Linked DNA regions of Mus musculus: region 2 is linked to region 1. Evidence: chromatin contacts called from public HiChIP or PLAC-seq data. All regions are on one chromosome and are shown on one strand. Each heading gives the region's core, a stretch centred on a gene start, on an enhancer-like site or on the middle of the called end of the contact. The rest is flanking DNA. Distances are from core to core; before and after follow the strand shown. Region 1 overlaps Nrxn1 (neurexin I). Region 2 overlaps Nrxn1 (neurexin I).

The links. HiChIP or PLAC-seq counts read pairs in DNA pulled down with a chosen protein or histone mark.
Region 2: a RAD21 HiChIP or PLAC-seq map of pro-B cells shows a contact between it and region 1, with 2.2 times the contacts expected there. The contact joins two enhancer-like sites. A contact is called at or near these places in 4 of 39 promoter capture datasets (the C10 cell line, hippocampal neurons, pre-B cells and 1 more), 1 of 15 datasets of contacts at CTCF or cohesin (pro-B cells) and 2 of 484 Hi-C or Micro-C datasets (large pre-B cells and olfactory sensory neurons).

The regions. Positions count from the first base shown.
Region 1 is chr17:90,129,142-90,132,395 of GRCm38.p6, reverse strand. The region is part of intron 21 of Nrxn1 (neurexin I); the gene reads left to right. Among named protein-coding and RNA genes, the nearest start is that of Gm41653, 150 kb to the right of the region's middle. Within about 2 kb of position 1,400, at least 2 of the 459 cell types and tissues checked have an H3K27ac peak or open chromatin away from gene starts, as enhancers often do. A contact at or near this core is called in pro-B cells, where this site is marked.
Region 2 is chr17:90,268,971-90,272,485 of GRCm38.p6, reverse strand. The region is part of intron 18 of Nrxn1 (neurexin I); the gene reads left to right. Among named protein-coding and RNA genes, the nearest start is that of Gm32337, 190 kb to the left of the region's middle. Within about 2 kb of position 1,660, at least 12 of the 459 cell types and tissues checked have an H3K27ac peak or open chromatin away from gene starts, as enhancers often do. A contact at or near this core is called in pro-B cells, where this site is marked.

The sequences.
Region 1 (3,254 bases), core at 151-2,650:
TTGAGCTCTACCCACTGGGGAGGATGAGCGCACAGATGAGGTCATGTTTTGGAAGGATTTGCAAAGCAAAGGGAGTGATTAAGGACTATGAAGTTCAGTTTGCTTGCTACCTGACCTCCAGCCTATTCCTTTACCTTTATTTGCCTCCTACATATCTTCAATAAATCGGTCTCTGTATTCCCAAATGCAGAGTCACTCTTTTCACTGAGATGGATGTAAGGTGCTGAGGTCAGGGCAGTTGATGTTCCCATTTCTCTAGTTATATCTCTGTTAGCACAGTAAGTTCTGTCTATATACAAGGAAAGCAAAATCTTGCTGAAACAGGCATCTTCACTCTATCACTAAGGAGAAACAGAAAGAAAGATGAGAGGAGGATTGCTCAGGAGTTGATTGCTCCTCCATAATGGTTACAAATATCGAGCTATAGATGTGTGTGTCTGTGTGTCTGTGTGTGTGTGTGTCTGTGTATGTGTGTCTGTGTGTGTGTGTGTGTGTGTGTGTGTGTGTGTCTGTGTGTGTGTGTCTGTGAGAGTGTGTGTGTGTATGTGTATCTATCACACATACATATGTATACATACACACACATATATTATACATATATACACACACACACACACACATATACATATATGCATTATACACTTTTCCTATTGAACCAATAGTCTGAATTTTAGAAGTTTACTTGTGGGTACAAAAAAGTGTTGATTTTATCTTTTTTGTTGTTACTGTTTGTTTTTGCCCTCATATCACATAGGGACTCTGTGAGGGGTGACTGAGAGGAGGAGCAGAGTTTGGGATGTAAATACATAACACATACATACATACATACATACATACATACATACATACATTTTAAAAGAATCAAGAAAAATGCGATAATTATAGAAGTTTATGATACATCAAGTAAAGAATTTCTGCAGCCACAGCATTTTATCATACAGCCAGGATTTGGAATGGGCACAATAGTAATTTTCACATCATCTTTGTACGCCTTTGCTTTGAAGGATTCAGTAGTCCCTCATGCCGTCAAAGGTCCCTGATCTTTCTGTAGCAAACAAAGCAAGCTTTGGTCATTTAAAAAGTAATTTTATAGGCATCAGAAAGTTCTGTCCTCCTTAATACATAGCAGACATCAGCAGAGAGAGAAACATTGGTCAGCACTATACATAATCGTCTGAGAAAATTCCAGTGCATCCATGCTGCGGGGGGGGGGGGGGGGTTCTGGGCGTAGCGCTGTGAGTATTGTACTGGTGAAGAGTCATCATTTGTCCTGCCAGACTCTCACATACTCTCCGTGTTCACGAAGAAGGTTAACAGTTCAGCTCAGTGGGAGCCCTTTGACATGCTTCCAATGCAGGGAAAGTGCCAGGTTTATAACAGGTTAAAGGTTTATCACACTAGACAAAGTCAGCCATCCATCACGTCGAAACCCACAGCTTCCTGTCTTAGAATAACAGCATCCGCATTCAGAATCTCAACCACAGAACCTAAATAGCGCCCTCCAAAGGAGTTCCTGAGAACGAGCGCTAGCATGACTTTCTCAGAATGGGAACACAGGGGCCCAAGGTGTAAACCTCTGGTGTTGCAGTAGTATATTGCACCTCCCCCTGCCCCCCACACACACACATACACACACACACACACAATCATTGGCACAAAATGATGCCAATCATTTCTTATTTATCATGTATTTTTATAGTTAAATTTAAATGTACTTCCGAATTTGAAGGTTTTTGTAAATTGATTAGTCATACCTGAATTGTAGTGCGGGATGGGTTTTGAAAGGTCCTATTTGTGTGCTTCTCTAATCTTTACCCAAAGAAAACACTCTGTAGAAAACTTGACTTCATTTACATAAGCGCAAAGTCACTGAGCTTCTCCTGAAGATGCCCTGGGTGATAATTTGCTCTTTGGCTATTACACTTTAATTGGAAAACAAAATGATCATGTTTGGTAGTTACAAAGCCACACTTCTCCCAAACACGGGACTCTTTCCAATTTCTTAGATTTTTATTCAGTTCTAGCTTCTACTGTTTAACGTCTGCCTCCCTTGATAGTGTTATTGTGTTGTTATCATGGAGACGAGGGGGTAGATTTTGGATAATTTTGCTTTTTCATTTCAAAAACATTTCTGACAACTTTATCACTGTTACTGCATATTCTAAAGAAGGCAGAGGATATGGAATTGAAACATTAGCATGCATAAATAACAACAGTAATGTTTCCCCTTCAGTATCCCATTCATCACCCAGAGAGGCTCAAAGAATTTACATGGTAGGGGTCTCTAGTTACTTTTATTTCATGAGATGCTGATCAGATGTCTGTTAAGAGCATCATATCTTAGACTCTGTAAACTAAGATCTATCTTCTCTCTCCAGTGTTGAAATAAAAAAGAACTGCCTGGAGTTTAGGTAGTGGATGGTTGAATGGGCTTCGAGAGTTTTAGACGTCACGGGTTCATTGTCATGGACATTGTAGCTCTCCCATTTGCTGTTTCAGAAAGAGTGACAGCCTACTCTTCAGCATAGGGTTTTTTTAGAGCATAAGTCTGAGAACACACTGTTTCGCCTATTCTCCCTACATGCATCGCCTCTTCTCTCCACCTGATTTTCACTGGCACAGAGATTAAGTCAATCTCTCTAAAGTCAATTTAAGCTGAGTTGATTGGAACTCCATAAAAGGCCCTTACGGCGAGGGACACAGCATCCTTCCTCCCGTGTCACTGAAGCAACTGAGCTTCATGCCAACCCCAGGTTGCTTCCTTTTTGTGTCTCCACTACCATAGTTTTGATTACCTAGTTAGCTCAGTCTGTATTCAACTTCGAATACAGGAGTCTTCTTAAAGTATCCTCACATATGAACCCACAGAGACTGTGACAGCACAGCATGGGATTCAATCACAAAATCCTAACAAAGAACAGAAAATGAACACCAAGTTCTTCACCTAACCAAGGAGATACTGACACTAAAACCTGCAGAGCCAGGGGAAATCAGTTTTGCAATGCTGTATCACAGGCTAGATCAACCACATCCTCCAGAGCAGGACTCATGTCTAGTGGTAGTTTCTCAACACAAACAGGACTCCAACTCTGTGTATATTTTTAGTTTGGGTTTTGTTTATTTATTTGGCTCTTCTTGATTTTTATTTTGTTTGTTTGTTGATCTTGTCAAGAAGGAGAAAGTACGTGAAGTTAGGAGGTGAAGAGAATCTAAGAGGAATTGGGAAAGGAGAAGGAATAAGATCTAAATATATA
Region 2 (3,515 bases), core at 411-2,910, 140 kb before region 1:
CCCTGGAATTCTCAGACTGTTGGACATCCAGATGCAGCTGGGTGTAACAGAAGAGCAGAGAATGGAGTCAGGGGTGGAGTGGGAATAGGAGTGGGTGGGTGGGCCTGCAGGCTGCCTCTAGACTAGGGCAGTGCTGCAGACCCTCTGGGTCCCATTGTCTGGGTTGAATGGATCTCTGGGTGCAGATGGGCAAGGAGTTGGTGGGTGACAGACAGACCCACCATAATGCGAGATTATGTAGAATCTGAATGTGTTGTCACAAAGTGAACACCAGTCTTATATAGCACAGAAAATACAAGGGATAGGAAGTCACAGCAGGCACAGTACATTGAAGTTACCTGACACAAAACAAAGGAATGACTACAAAGGGACTTACAGGAACCAGGTAAATGTTTACAGTAAAGATAAAGCAGTCTTACCTAGGGTCAGCTTAATGACAGGTAAGGATTTCACACTCTAGTGCTATACCTTTGAACCTTGTGAAGGCTAGCACCAGGGGGTTCTGCTCTTAGCAGACCTCATGAATAACGCAATATCACAACCCCCCCTATTTCCTAGGCCTTGCTAAATTCTTATATGAGTGTAACTTTTAAGAATCTGGAGAATCTCCATTTGACAGAAGAATTCACCAACTTGCTTCTAATATGCAATGTAGCCTGTACTGAAGATTTCTATCTCAGAGGGATTCTCTGGCTCTTTTATGGTATTCCCTTGTTTGGGTGTGATTTGCTACTGTCCTTAGTAAATACTTTGCAGACCAGCTCTGAGCTACTGGCTCCGTCTTTTGTAATGCTTAATTAGTTACTGAATAGGTAACTTCCTTACTGCATTCCTGCCGGATTCCAAGCTTGTCCAGCCTCTGGGGCCTTGGAACACTGGTGGGAGACTTAACTATATCAGAATTTAATCTTAAAAAGCACTTATAATAAAATAATACTAAAAGAGAGCACGTGGATCCATACATCAGACTAACACGAGAATAGGGTAGGAGTGTATGGGTTAATGAGAACGCCAAAACTCCAGGAGGTGAGTTTTTGTGAAACTCTTTGCCTCATGAGTGGCTTCTAGGCTTCTCAGCCTGTCAAGCAGACTTCACTGGAGGGCGTGGCAGGGCAGGAAGAAAGGGGAGATCTAGCTTATCCCAGCAAGGATAGTCCTTGGCTTGAGGGATGGATGCAGGGTTGGTGGAGGTTGTGACTGGGAGTAGAGAGAGGCTTTCTACAGGAGAGCAGGCTGTGGTTCTGAAGGTCAATGACTCCACACAGTGGATCTCAATGAAAAGAGACAGACCATTGTTCTAACCAGTTTATTGTCATGGTGGAAAATGGATGAGCAAAACCATACCCCACCTCTCAGGGTGGGCCTGAGATTAAAAAACGTTTGCAAGGAGAAATGTCTGGGCAGGGAAATTACTGGCAATGCTCTATCAGCCTTTAGGTTCCTCATGAGCATGAAGAAATCTGCTTTGGAACTCTGTGACTGTGGTCACATCTCTTTTCCTATTGTCTTGGTCTGAGCTGTTAGGGATGCCTCTCTTCATGTGGAGGGGCTTGGGGCATTGCCTTTATGTTACTGATGGCCACAAATCTCTGTATGGGGATTGCAGCTACATGACGGGGGCCTAGTGCCAGGAGCAGGTGAAGCGCCTACTGTCCCTTCGAGGTCTCTGGGGCTTCCAGTCTTTAGTTTGTTACCAGGCTTCCTCTCATGCTCCACTGACCCACGATATAGAAGATATTTGTTTCTTTCTTCAAATTGGCATTTAATCTTATGAAAGATAATTACAAATAGCCTACTACATAGTTTTCTACTGTAAGCTAGGTTACAGAGAAGTAGGAACGACCATGCTTGAACCTTCATAATGCAGCAGAGACAACTGACAGCCTGAGCAGCTAAAAGTCACCAATTGACATTTAAAAATCGTGTCTCTAGCTGCATATGTAGCAGAAGATGGCCTAGTCCGCCATCACTGGGAAGAGAAGCCCCTTGATCTTGCAAACTTTATATGCCCCAGTACAGGGGAACGCCAAGGCCAAGAAGTGGGAGTGGGTGGGTAGGATTTGAAATGTAAATGAAGAAAATACCTAATAAAAATTTGGGAAAAAATGTGGTCAATTTTGGGGGCTGGAGAAATGGCTAAAGAGATATGGTACTTGCTGTGCAGATGTGAGGACCAGGGGCTGGGTCTCCAAAACCTTTTAAAACTTGAGTGAGTGTATATGGCTACCCTCAAGGAAGTAGAAAGAAGGACTCAGGGCAAGCTGGCTAGCCAGACCAGCAAACTCAATGAGTTCTTTGTTCAACTACAAGACTCTGCCTCAACATATAAGGTGTAGACTGATAGGGTGAGATACCAAATGCAAACTTGAGGCTCCTTATGCACATGTGCATGCATACATGCATGTGCATGTATACACACACACCTGACACACTGACATTTAGTAAGTAAATTTAATGAGAATTATTCATACTATCTTTTTCTCATTTATGTGAGGTGAAATTATTTTCCAATAATATTTTAAAAATCATACATTTGATTGCATACAAATACTCCATCATTTTTCTTTTCTAATCTGATATCATTCAAATAACCAAGTAAATACTCATTATACTATATTTAAGAAAGACGGGTCTGTACATTCAATATCTGAGACTTTCCACTGTAACTGCAACATAATCTTAAAATGAGCATGCAATGAAACAAAATCTTTAGCTGCTACCTGTGAACCACAGCCATCTTGGTTGAAAATGTGTATATATGTGCATGTGTGCATGTGTGTGTTAGTATGTGTGTATGTGACGAAGTGTAAGAATGAGTGCATATATACATATGTATATATATTTTTTTCTACTAACAAAAATTATCACTGAGATAATGCAATATGTCTTTAAATCTTCCTTACTGCTCTGTTAAATTTTACTGGCCTAGTTTAGTATACCTATACATACATGTGTGTGTGTGTGTGTGTGTGTGTGTGTGTGTGTGTATGGTACATTCTCAAAGAGTATGATTTAATACAAGGTCTATCTATCCTGTTTCACTGAGATCAGCTAAGGAATGTCCCACTCTCTAGATTTATGAATAATTGAGATGGGAACGATATTAAACCCAGTATTTTTTTAATCCCTGTAGGTGGCAGTATCTGCCAGAGCTTTTGTGTGTAATGACATTCCTCTAGCTTTCTGACCTTTTTCTGTTGTTCTGTCCATTGGGGAAACTCACAGGGACAAGAATGTCTACATGTGTGATTAAGCAAGCAAAGGTATGAGACCAAACATGCAGACATTAGGCTTGGGCAGGCTTGACAACTAAGTGGATAAACCAGAACATAAGAGATGTTCGGGTTGTCTCAATGGACCTGATTGCTGCTCTGTGTTTGGGCTCATTTGTTTGTCTGTTTTACAAAGATCAGAAAGAGTGGAGTATTTTTGTGTAACCAATACCTGTCTTCTTGGGGCAGTGTCTTCCCTTATATTCTAAAGATAAGCTAAGATTGCATAAAAGTGGGGATGCT